3 separate regions of the Mus musculus genome follow, and all the other regions are linked to region 3. A link is a contact called in public HiChIP or PLAC-seq data. All regions are on one chromosome and are shown on one strand. The core of a region is the stretch at or near the end of the contact, and the rest is flanking DNA. Distances in the headings are between cores, read along the strand shown.

Region 1 (4,223 bases), core at 1,621-4,120, 550 kb before region 3:
GGGGGTTAGGAGAGAGGAAGAGCAAGAGAGACCGCAAGAGGGAAGCAAGAGTAAGAGAGGAGGGGGCAAGCAGCCCCTTTTATAGTGGGCCAGCCTACCTGGCTCTTGCCAGGTAACTGTGGGGAGGAGCACACTTGGCTGTTGCCAGGTAACTGTGGGGTGGAGTTTAGACAGAATGCTAACAGTCAGTGCTGGCTAAGAGAATGAGCCAGGCACCTTCTCCAGGAAGGCTTTGAAGATAGCATCTCCTGTTCTACAAGTGATGTTATCTCATTTAATACCTGATGGCTATCTTTGAAGGTGAAGTTTATGATCCTCTTCATAAAGATGAGGGAAGTGAGACTTAACTCGTCCAAATTTACACCATTAACATGCTGCATGCTCTGTCTGACATCTGCCGCTCCGACTTGCTTCCACCTGTGCTGGAGACAAGATATTTGTTCTCTTTCCCTTTCTTGGTTTAGTCTAATTCTCAGGATTCCTGCCCCTGGATCTGAGGGCCACACTGTCTTCCTCTGACTTCCCTTGTCAGGGTTCTAAGCTCTGGGGAGATGTGGGTCCCTTCCCCTTCCTAGCTGGTGTAAGCCCTGTCACACTGCCTGGGCAAGCTTTTCACTTGTGTGCACATTTCCTGGTCTATGGAGTGGGCAGAGCTCAGTGTTTGCCCATGCACAAAACCCGGTATTCCTAAAAGCCGGCATGGTGGCGCTCCTGCTTGTGACCTTACCATTCTGGAGGTGGAGACTGGAGGGTCACAAGTTCTAGGTCACCCGTGTCAATGTCGTGAGCTTTAGGTTAGCTTAGCTTACATGGGACCCTGTCGGAAGTAAAAGGGGAGGGGCCGCCGCTTGGATTCGCTGAGGAAGTGGCCCTAGTCACGTGGCCAGGTGACACTGTACAGGGTAGGTTCTGTCTGCAAGCTCACCAAGAGAAGTTGCACCTGGACAGTAACCCCCTGCCTCCACCTCTCTAGTGCTGGGTTCAGAGGCGGGCAGCAACACGCTCCGTGCTCCGTTTCAGGCCACCCTGGGGATGGAACGCCAGACTTCACACACACCAGGCAAACACTTCATCATTTTTTTCCCTTTATTTTGAGAACGAGTTTTGACTTGTAACTCAAGCTAGCCTCCAACTCATAATCCCCCTGCCTCTGCCTCTCCAATGGTAAAATCACAGATGTATTACATGGATTTTTTTTTTTCTTACTAGCCATCTTAGCTTCTCTGAATGGGGCCTTGTAGATAGGACTGTTTAAAAAAAATGTGGGGGCTGGAGAGATGACTCAGCAGTTGAGAGCACTTGGTGCTCTTACAGAAGAGCGAGGTTCAACTCCTAGTGCCCACAGGGTTGCTCACAACCATACTTAACCCTAGGGGATCTGGAACACTGACCTTTGCAGGGCACCAGGCACACATGTTACATACATGCAGGCAAATGACTTCTATGCATGAATAAATCTTTAAAAAATACGAGTGTAGAAAACAAATTAACAAGAGAAAAACCCTCTGGGTTGGTCATTTTTTACATGTATTTTATTTTATCTTACGCATATGAGTGTTTCGCCTGCGTGTATGTAAGGGCCGGGTGCACCCTTCCTCTGCAAGGACAGCCAATGGTTTCAGCTGCTGAGTCTCCCCATCTTGCCATCACCCCCAAGACTAAGATGCTTAATGCATGCATTTTACCTCCGCATGGGGACAGCTGTAGAGACACCTCGACGGTCAGGTTAGCATGGCACACTTTTCATTGAGATACGTCAGGGGCTGGAAAGATGGCTCAGTGGCTAAGAGTGCTGGCTACTCTTTTAGAAGACAGAGGTTCGAATCCCAGCACCCACAGCGCGGCTCACTACTGTCTGTAACTCCATTTCCGTGGGGTCCAGCACCCTCCTCTGACACCCGTGAGCTCCAGGCACACTCATGAACAGTTGTAGGTTAGGCAAAACACCCATACATATTAAAAAAAGAAAAAGAAAGTTTAAGGGGTGCTAAGGAAGAAACCAAAGGCCCTCATTTCTGCCAGGTGAACCCTCTCCCATGAGCCCCACCCTTAGCTCCAACACCTGGGTCTGGCTGTGACGTAGGAACCAACATGAAGAGGGGAGAAAATGAGTTCTGTTCTTGGCCAAGAACGAAACAGAAACGAAACGTAGATCTTGGGGGAGACCCACAGATTTACAGTTCACTGACTTACATTTTACTCTGGGGTGGGGGTGGGGGTTGTTCCAGAAACTAAAGAAGGGGAGGGGGGAGGGGGGGGCTGAGGAAAGGGGTGGAACCTCACTGTGTTTTCTGGGATGGCATTTTTCAGGAATTGGGGAGTGGCTTTCCCCAGCCTTTGTGGTTAAGTCCAGTCACAGCTCTGGCAAATTGTCCTGACAGGGAAGAGGGAAGGTTGAGCATAGAGATAGGATTGCCTTTCTCTTTCCTCCTCTTTTTTTTTTAATGATACAGGGTCTCCTCGCTATCCTGGAACTTGCTACATAGACCAGGCTGGCCTCAAACTCACAAAGAGATTCACCTGCCTCTGCCTCCCATGTGCAGGGATTAAAATCTGCCATGACGCTTAGCCTAGGATATATTTTTTTGGGGGGTGAAGGGCAAGGTTTTACTCTGGTTGGGCACCCGGCACACATGTTATAAACATGCAGGCAAATGACTTCACTTGAGTAAATCTTTAAAAAAAAAAAAAAAAAAAAAAAACTAGGGTAGAAAAAAAATTAACAAGAGAAAAGCCTCTAAGTTGGTCCAAGCAGTCTGACTCCCGTGGCCTCCGATGCAGGAATTGCAAGCACGTGACTCACAGTTGGGTTACACTGACTATGGGTTTATAGTAAGGCTGAGGGTGGAGTGTCAGGAGGAACTTGAGGCCATAGGCCTCTGGGGATGGGGCGGAAGGGATCTGGAGGAGGGAAGCATTAGAAGGTCCAGACTGTCTTACCCGGAGGAACTTCCCCCAGGCGGGACCCTGGGAGCTTCAGGGAGTGAATAACTATACCACCCCCTCCGAACCCCTCCCACCCCCTCCCATCTCATCCCCACCCCTCCCCTCTCCTCTCCTCTCCACCCCTCCACTCCCCTCCCCACCCCTCCCATGCCATCCCAGTGCTGGCTGCTTCCAGTGACTCAGTAGTTGGTGGTGGCCTCTCTGCACACTGCCTTGCTTAATTGACACTCCACCTTAGCCCCCAGCCCACTGGCAGAGAGGAATGTCCATTAACCCTCCCGTGACCATTACCTTCTGGATTGCTCCTGGGGTGCTGCTGTACTTTAGCTAATTCAGGCTTTCTCAAGTCTCTCGCCCACCCCGTTGTGTTTTTAAATGTCATTTTTAAATTATTTATTTTTTTAAAAAAGATTTATTTTATTTTATGTATATGAGTACACTATAGCTGTGTCTTCAGACACACCAGAAGAGACCATCGGATCCCTTTACAAATGGTTGTGAGCCACCATGTGGCTGCTGGGAATTGAACTCAGGACCTCTAGAAGAACAGTCAGTGTTCTTAACCCCTTGAGCCATCTCTCCAGGCCCCTTAATTTATTATTATTTTTTTTAATTAATTAATTAATTTATTATATGTAAGTACACTGTAGCTGTCTTCAGACACCCCAGAAGAGGGTGTCAGATCTTGTTACAGATGGTTGTGAGCCACCATGTGGTTGCTGGCTTTTGAACTCAGGACCTTCAGAAGAGCAGTTGGCGCTCTTAACCACTGAGCCATCTCACCAGCTCCCAATTTATTATTTTTTATGTGCATTGGTGTTTTGCCTGCATGTGTGTCTGTGTGGATAAGGGTGTCCGATCCACTGGAACTGGAGTTACAGGCAGTTCGGAGCTGTCCACATTGGTGCTGGGAATTGAACCCGGATCCTTTGGAAGAACAGCCAGTGCTCTCAACCTCTGAGCTATCTCTCTAGACCCTCCTTTTTTTTTTTTTTTTTTTATTTGAGACAGGGTTTCTCTGTGTATCCCTGGCTGTCCTGGAACTCACTCTGTAGACCAGGCTGGCCTCAAATTCAGAAATCCGCTTTCCTCTGCCTCCCAAGTGCTGGGATTAAAGGTGGGTGCCACCACACTGGCCTCTTGGGGACTGCTGACCATGCGCCACCCTGAACAGCATGGAACCCACTTGTTATCTAGCTCTCCCTAACCCACAGAATGTCTGTGACTAGAAGTGTCCCTTTGAGCCAAGTAGCCCAGCCATTGGACCAAGATGGATC
Region 2 (4,225 bases), core at 1,259-3,758, 530 kb before region 3:
GGCTAGTCAGCCTTTCCGAGGGCCAACCCTGGCTCCTCCTGATTTCTTTAGCATCTAAGAGTTAGAAGACCAGGTTAGCTCTTCCAGGTAGCAGGGCTAGCTGAAGATGGAGTACAGCTTTCCACAGGCCAGTGTCCTCCTCAGGTTTGTGAAGGAGGCAGCTCTTCTTGAAGGACCTAGACCATGGACCAGGAGCCACCTTCCTATGCTGACCCCGGTAGTAGGAGTGGGAGTGACAGCCTCTTGTCTCAGGCTCACTCCAGGCCCCAGCAGCAATGACAAGGACATTGGAGCCTTAATGGGAGTCTGCCGGTCTGGCACATGCTGGGCACTCTGAGCACACCATCTTCCTCACATCTGTGGCAATCCTCTTGTTTCCAACTCAGAGGTTAAATCCAGGGAATGTGACTCATCCAAGGGTTCTCTCCACCGCAGGGAAGCTCTCAGCCCAGCCAGGACTCGCCCGCTCGGGTGACTGGCGCAGCAGGAGGCTTTCGGCTCACTCAGCCAAGACCAAGTTCTTGGTGATTTTAAGACAAGGGCTCATGTAGCCCAGGCTGACTTCAAACTTGCTATGTAGCTGAGGATGGCCTAGAACTGTGAGTGTTCCTGTTTCCAACTCCTGAGTGCCGGGGGTTACAGGAGCGTGCCACCACACCGGCTCAAATGCACCTACTTGTTATTATTATTTGATTCTTTTGATACAGGGTTTGCTAGGTAGCTCAGGTCGTCCTTGTCTTTGCTTTGATCTTCCTGCCTCTGTCTCTAGTGCTGGGGGATTTAAGGTATGCACTGGTATGCCCACTTCTGGATTTTTTTTTTTTAATTCAAAATGTCCATTGTGAGACTTGGAGTAAGTTATTTTCTCAGGAGCCTCTCTACAGAAAAAGGAGAACCCAGGGTGTAAGGTGTGAGCAAAATTGTGCTTGGAGAGGCTTTCTGTGTGTGGAATGTGTGGATCCCAGTAACCCAGAAAATAAGCATCATCACCATCATCACCACTATCACCATCATCATCATCACCATCATCACCACTATCACCATCATCACCACTATCACCATCATCATCACCACCACCATCATCATCACCATCATCACCACTATCACCATCATCATCATCACCATCATCATCACCACCATCACCACTATCAGCATCATCACCACTATCACCATCATCACCATCATCACCACTACCACTATCATCACCAACATCAGAGTCACCATTGTCAGGTTTTCTTCCTAACAGGCCAGTGTAACTCCCTGGGGCTACTGGGAACTGCAGTCTCTGTCAGGACTCAGCTAGGCTTCGGTGTCTACAGAACCCCTGGAAAGAGAGGAGGAGGATCAAATGCATGTTTTTCTGTTCGCTTTGCGTTTTAGTGACAGCGTCTCCACAAGTGGAACTTACCATGCAGCCTAGGGCTGGCTTCTGACTCCCAGAGATCTTCCTGCCTCAGTATCCCCAAGGCTGCGATGATAAGTGATCACATTCAGATACATGTATATTTATTTTAGGCAAGCAAGGGCAGGCCAGATGTAGCCCTAGGATTGCAGTTGCCTGTCCCTGATCTAACACCTCAGGCTCTGGAGTCTCGGTGGAGGGCACAGAACTGCTTTGGTCTTTTACTATGAGCTCAGTCATGCTCACCGCCATGGATCTGCATGGATTTGGTGCGAGAGGGTGGGGCTACCTTTGTGTCTCCAGCTGGGCTTTCCTGGGGCTCAAGGAGTAGGCGGAGCAACTGTGATCAATGGACTTTCCTGATGTTCAGATGCCTGTGTTCTTGACGAGCAAGCGAGATGTTGGTCAAATCTGTGCTCATCCACACCGACAGCGAGGAAGATGACTTTGGCAAAGCCATTCCCCTATCCTGCATCACCAAAGACACACTCTGTGACCTGAGCTGCTGTCCCTAGGAGCCAGAAGCCCGTGGTGGTGACCCTGTTCCTAGTGCTATCATTCAGAGGCTATTATTATTACTATTATTATGCCTGCAGTTTAACAAGCAGATAACTGAGACTCAGAGAGACCAGACCGCTTGTCTGAGGCCACACAGCTGTCACTTAGCTGTCCTGGAGAAGATCTTTCCTCCTGGCCCTTCCCATCTTACCTGGTTAAAGGATCTAGATCATATAGGGCCCCACCCATCCCGGAGTCCTGTCTTGAGCCCCATCCTACCAGGGGACAGCAGATCCCCTGGGCTCAGCACTCCTTGAAAACCCATCTTTGTTTTTTTTTTTTTTTTTTTTTTTTCTCCTTTCTACCCTGGCTAACTCCCTGGGCCTCCCGGGCTGGGCTGAGGGATATATGCCCAGCCAGGTTGGGACTGACTCAGCCTAACCCTTCCTGGTGGTAGAGGCCAGGGCCCCCTCCAGTCCTCCAGTCTTCCGCCTTCACCCTCTGCCCGCCTCCGTGTCCAATGCACCGGCCCAGCAGGTCTGGCGGGTTAATGACTCATACAGCTGGGTTGTCAGCAAGCCCAGCCAAGCCTGGCTCAGGAGCCCGAGTGTGTCAGACCTGAGGCTCCTGCTCAGTCCACCAGCAGCTTCCCCACCAGATGCTTGCCCGCTGGTGGCGCCTGCCCCGGTCACTGGCATCTTCTCCCCTGAGGACCACAGTTGGACTGTGCGCAATCCAGGTCGGTCAGTCTCTCCCAGTTAAGCCCTCTTCGTTCTTTGCAGAGTTGGAAGAGGTTCTTTGAATGTGATGGAGGTAGTGAGGGTCTCCTGCGTTGACACCTTTGGGCTCTGGGGTTCCCGGCTCTCCCTGAGATGACAAGGAGGCTTGGGGGCTAACGAGGACGATGTGGGAGGAGGGACATGGAAGGATCCAGGAGCACAGGTGTGTGGTGGGAGTTCCCTACCCTATTTTTAGGCTTACGGAGGTTGAGAAGGCTTTCTGTGGCTTCAGAATATCGTTATAGTTGGAAAATTGAGGCTCCGAACCCCCGGAGAATGCTGAGGTGGCACAGTGGCTGGACACTAGTGATCCACTCTCGGTCTTCCTTGCTGCTCCATGGCTGCCTGCTTGTTTCTCCCGTGTTCATACCCTGGTGGCCTCCTCTGCCAGTCCTGTCCCTTCCCATCCCTGCCTTTCCCATCTAAAGGGAGGGACTACAGTTTATACAGCTTCCTTGGCAGAGATTGTACCCGTTTGTGGTTGGGTGGCATTTTAAAGGTCACTAGGCAGCCTTGCCCTGCGTCTCTGACAGGTTGCTTTTTAGCCATAGCTTGACTGCCTCTGGTGATGGACGGCTCACTGGTTTCAAAGGATCTATTTCATTGTTTGGTCAACATCTGGCCAATGATAACATAATGAACTCAACTGGGTCCCCGTTTCATGCTTTCATTTGGCTAGCACAGTGCAGTGCCTGTGTGACGAGCTTAATCTTTCAGTAACCCCAATGAGTCCGTGCTATTCTGATCACAGGCCTAGAGGGGCGAAGTAGCCCCTCTCATGGATGGAGAAAAGGGGAGCTGGGGTTTAAGGAGGAGGCAGGGTGGGCGTGGCAGAGGACAAGAGGAGCCTCGATCCTAAGTCAGCTTCTTCTTTCCCATTATTACCATGTCCCCCGCCTCCTCTTGCTTTCTGTGGAGGGACTCTGGTGATCAATGAGGCAGCGTCTCACCAAGGTACTTGACAGTTTACAAAGTTATCTATGTTACTGGCCCCCTAGGGCACTCACAACAGCCTGGCTAACTGGACAGGGCGGGAACAACCACCCCCGTGGTGGTGACTGACCCTGTAGTTATGGGACCAAGGCCTATCGAGGTCAGGCATCCTGCCTGAGGCCACATGGCTATGAGACAGCAAGGATTCAAGGGTCTCTCCTTTCCCTGGGAGAAGACCTCCTCATCTCTACAGGTTTTGGTCTGGAGGACCCTGGAGAGTCTGGTAGAAGTGACAGAGGTGGGGTTGCCTCGTACACTGAGGCCCAGCTTGTGGCCTCCACCCACCTGCCTCTGTCCCCCAAGAGCTGAGGACTTTGGGGGTTTGAGAAGGTGGCCCTTCTGTATCCCTGTCATCAAGAAGAAAGACGTCCCCACTCAGTGTAGAGGACAGTCATCGGGAGGAGATCACAAGAGGAGTCTGCTGTTCTGAAATCCTCGTGACGGTGCTATAATGGCTGCCACACTTCTGTGACCGAGAATCCACTTCCTGGGCACCGCCATGCGCAGAGCATAAGCCACACAGAGCTCTGCTGACAGTCCCATCTCCCAGAGG
Region 3 (3,921 bases), core at 1,340-3,839:
CAGGGCTAAGTGAGACTGGTGACATCTCAATGCCCACCGGGGCCCTCTCTGCCCACCTGCCTCATAATGACTCAGCCCTGGCCTTCCTGCTGCAGCGAGCTCTCAGATGCTCTTCCTGGCCTCCAGACCAGCTCCCTCCTCTCCCCAGTGTCTGCGCCTGGCAATCCGGGTCCTCCCACCTGCTTAGCGAGCCCCAGTTACCTTAATTTCCCCCACCCCCCAGTCCTTACCTCTGGTCTCCGGCTGATTCTCAGTACCTACTTTGGGCTTCTGACCCTTGGATTTCTCTGGTCTCCTGCAAAGATGGCGGCTGACATCTTACTGGGCAGCTTCTGCTGTTGAGCGCTATGGAAGGAGGGTTCCTGCTAGGAGAGCCAAGGCAGCGGGTGCCTTGTGTGTTCCAGTCTCTGGGGCTCACATTCAATCATGTCAGACGACCGTGTCGGTTTGAGGCAGCACGTCCAGTGTGCCTGTTCGGCAGCAGAGGGCTGCTGTGCACCTGATCCCCCAAGCCCAGCAGCTCCCTGGGTACAGCTCTCTGCCCTAGACTCTTGGAATACAGTGGGAAACCCATCCTAGCTTATGTGGGACTCTGCTTCTCATTCAGGGAGGAGAGCTGAGCCCCCAAGAACTTCCTGGGCTTCACCTGAAGCCCCCACCCACTGTAAGACAGGGATACTGGGGGCTCGGGGATAAGATGTGATTTCTCAGAAGTCACCAGGCTGGAATTTGAACCCAGCCCTTCCGGTCTCAGACTTCTCTCTAGCCCGTTTCTTGTTTCCTCACAATGCTCAGCTCTGTCAGGCTGCAAGAGCACATCTGGATGCCTGGTCTATGCTGGGACAGGTGCAGCAGACATAACCCCTTCCTCCTCGGGGCTATCAAAGCCCTACCTGGGAGCCTCCACCCAAGGTGCCACCCAGTGGACACTTTGCTCATCTGGATGGCGACCTGGACCGAGAACATGATCATCCCTTGGTAGTGAGCTTCCAGAGTCCTCGCCAGAGTGGAGTATGAACATCTGAAGCCACAGTTAGGTTCTCTCAGACACTCCAGGCTCCAGACAAGCAGCTTTCTTGGTAAGGCTGGCCCCAAGCCCCTCATGGCTCTCTCTGGAAATAAGGGAACCAGCACCCCCTGTCGGGTGTTGAGGGAATCACGTGCTGTTTGTGGGAGGGCCTCCCACCGTTTCCCATTTATAGCAGAGGGTTTATATGAACACGCTAAGATTTGATCTGATCGCTGAATCACCACACCCAGCCTATGGTTTGTAAGTGGAGATACTGAGGCCCAGGTCAAGATGAGTTGACTTTCCAACCAACGAGTCCAACCAACAAGTGTGGGTTGGCATGGCGCCCAAACTGTGGTGGCTGGACATCTGTATGTACGTTCCCAGCCACCCCCTCACTCTTCACAGAGGACACATCTTGGGACCTGAGTGCTCCAGTCTCTTCTACACAGTTCCACTATGGGGCTCTGGAGATGACTCAGAACACAAAGCGCTTGCCATGCAACTGAGAACAGCTGAGCTCCTATCTCCAGATCCATACGAAGCCAGCGCAGGCCCCTCACTCCAACACTCCTCCAGGGAGACTGAAGGCAGAAGCAAGAGAATTCCCAGAAGCCCGTGGGCTAGCAGTGAACGACACGGAGACCCTGCCTCAAAGCAAAATGGCAGGTAGAGAGACCCACATGGGCTGTCCTGTGTCCTCCACGTGCGCACCAGGGATCGAGGGGGCCTGTGCTCAGCCACACACAAACATGAGCTGACACATAAAATGCCACAACATCTGAATTTACCCTACACAGTCCCCCGCGGGCTTGAGTCACCTCTGGGTGACGTCTGCTGATTATTTAATTATTCGCCTTGTTCCCCGTTCATATTACTGTACTCGTTTGAGAAACATCAGTAGGGCTGGAGGGATGATGGCTCAGCAGTCAGGAGTGCTTGCTGTTCTTGTATGGTCCCTGGGTTCTGATCCCAACACACACATCAGGTGGCCCACAGCCATCTGCAGATCCAATGCAGTCCCCACGTGCAATGCACACACGCATACACAAGAATAAAAATCTTTTAAGAAGGACAAAAAGAAGGAGAAAAATGCAGACACAGCAAATGTGTATCCTGGTTGTATCTCCAGTCTGTCCTCAGTTGATCACCACAAACTCAAAACCCAAGACAGTTAAGGGAAGAGCCACCCCTGTTCCGTCTCCCTCCTCCCCCAAAACTCCTCTCCTATACACACGGATGTATTAGCTGACAGAAATAAAATTTAAAAAGCCCAGAGTTGTCTCTGAGACCTGGGGCATTGGTAAGGGGCACAACTGCCCACAGAGCCTGAAGAAGAAGCCCAGACAGCTTGTAGGGATTAAAGGCTCCCAGGCTGAGACGTGCCTGGCTCTTTTCTGCTGCCCCCCCCCCCGCACCCCAGGGGTGACTGAGTCTGTGCACGCCCCAGGACCTGGCAGACCTGGCCAACTGGACTTTTCTGAGAGATTCAAGGCACTGGGTTGAACCCCCCTCTGCTCTCACACAGTGCAGGGCTTGCTCTCAGCAAGCAGTGCTCAGTGGCAGTTTTCTCTCTGTGGCTCTGTGGAGGTCTGTGGCCTGATTGATGGAGGCCCCTGTAGAAAGTGGTGCTGGGATTTTCCATTAGAACTGGGAAGCTCGCTGTTAGAGCTTTTTAGAAGGTCAGAGGGTAGGCTTGGAAAATACTGACAAAGCAGCCGCCGCCTCCACCCCACCTCCTGTCTGCCCTGGGGCTGAGGTGTGGCTGTGTGTAAGGTGAGCTGGTGCTGATCTACCAGCTACCACCCACACCCACTCCTGACCACAGGCACTTCCTGTGGCCCCAGCCTACTTCCTGTTTCCAGGGAGATCTCTGGAGGATTCCTAGTCTTTTCCTGCTTCCTCCTGGAGTGTGCTTTCCTCTTCCGCTATGGAGAAAGCAAGACTGAGGTACAAGTTGGAAAGATCGAACCCAGTGCTCATGCCTGTCCGACTGCCTGTCCGTCTGTCTGTCCTTCAGTCCCTCCTTTCTTCCTCCATCCTCTTTCTCCCTGTCCCCACCCTCCACGTCCTGATGCATTCATCCATCCTGTACCTGTGTCTCCTATGCCTTCCAGGCGCTGGAATCCAGCCCTTGGTGTCCGTGTGGGTGTCTCTTCAGGAAAAACCATCCACGCCTCCTCCCTCAGATGGGAAACCCCTGATGGCAGGCAGTATGAGAATTGGCTATGCACAGAACACCCTCCTCGCTTTGTATCAAAAACTCCAGTTACAATGCCTTCAAGGCTGGGTAGAGGCTGGGACGCCAGTTACTTGCTTGTCGAAAAAGCAGCCCAGTGAAGGAAGAGTTTATTTGAGCTCACAGTTCAAGCCTATGGTCCCATCGTGGCAGGAAGGCATGGCACCAGGAGCCTGAGGCATCTACCTGGGAGTATCCGATGCCTCTGCAGTCAGGAAGCAGGGAGTGATGGATGCTGGTACCCAGCTCGCTTCCCCAGCCCTGGCATGGTGCTTTCCGCATTCAGAGGAGTCTCCCCACCTCCGGTGACGTAATCCAGAAGCTTCCCTCCAAGCACAGCCCGATGCTTATCTCCCAGTGATTCTGGATCCTGTCAAGCTCACAGTCGGCATTAACCACCACAGATGCTCTGTCAGGTGCTTAGCTGGGAAGGGATGCCCGGCATCTGTGTACAGATCCTAACATTGGGGAGGCAGAGACAGGAGCATCCTTGGGCTTCCATGGTGAGCTATTAAAGCCTAATTAGTGAGCTCCAGGCTCACCCATGACAGACCCTGTCTCAGAGGAGGTGGAGAGTTCCTGAAGAACCAAGCTCAGAGCTGTCCTCTGTCTCCATACACATATGCATATGCAACACACACACACGCTCACACACATTTACACACACTTACAC

The links. HiChIP or PLAC-seq counts read pairs in DNA pulled down with a chosen protein or histone mark.
Region 1: a contact with region 3 is called in an H3K27ac HiChIP or PLAC-seq map of embryonic stem cells, with 6 times the contacts expected there. The contact joins two enhancer-like sites. A contact is called at or near these places in 1 of 39 promoter capture datasets (embryonic stem cells), 1 of 15 datasets of contacts at CTCF or cohesin (embryonic stem cells), 10 of 484 Hi-C or Micro-C datasets (all in embryonic stem cells), 4 of 115 datasets of contacts at active chromatin or transcription factors (astrocytes and embryonic stem cells) and 1 of 9 other capture datasets (embryonic stem cells).
Region 2: an H3K27ac HiChIP or PLAC-seq map of embryonic stem cells shows a contact between it and region 3, with 10 times the contacts expected there. The contact joins the promoter of Arhgef10l here to the enhancer-like site in region 3. A contact is called at or near these places in 4 of 39 promoter capture datasets (embryonic stem cells, hippocampal neurons and pre-B cells), 1 of 15 datasets of contacts at CTCF or cohesin (embryonic stem cells), 11 of 484 Hi-C or Micro-C datasets (all in embryonic stem cells), 3 of 115 datasets of contacts at active chromatin or transcription factors (astrocytes and embryonic stem cells) and 1 of 9 other capture datasets (embryonic stem cells).

What each region holds. Positions count from the first base shown.
Region 1 is chr4:140,687,133-140,691,355 of GRCm38.p6, reverse strand. No RefSeq gene overlaps it. Among named protein-coding and RNA genes, the nearest start is that of Gm13025, 9.5 kb to the right of the region's middle. Within about 2 kb of position 2,870, at least 67 of the 459 cell types and tissues checked have an H3K27ac peak or open chromatin away from gene starts, as enhancers often do. A contact at or near this core is called in embryonic stem cells, where this site is marked.
Region 2 is chr4:140,664,170-140,668,394 of GRCm38.p6, reverse strand. Arhgef10l (Rho guanine nucleotide exchange factor (GEF) 10-like) reads left to right here and starts at 2,508. Exons shown (of 29, transcript NM_001290803.1): 1 at 2,508-2,639.
Region 3 is chr4:140,137,904-140,141,824 of GRCm38.p6, reverse strand. All of the region lies in intron 2 of Igsf21 (immunoglobulin superfamily, member 21), which reads left to right. Among named protein-coding and RNA genes, the nearest start is that of Gm13029, 3.0 kb to the left of the region's middle. Within about 2 kb of position 2,589, at least 20 of the 459 cell types and tissues checked have an H3K27ac peak or open chromatin away from gene starts, as enhancers often do. A contact at or near this core is called in embryonic stem cells, where this site is marked.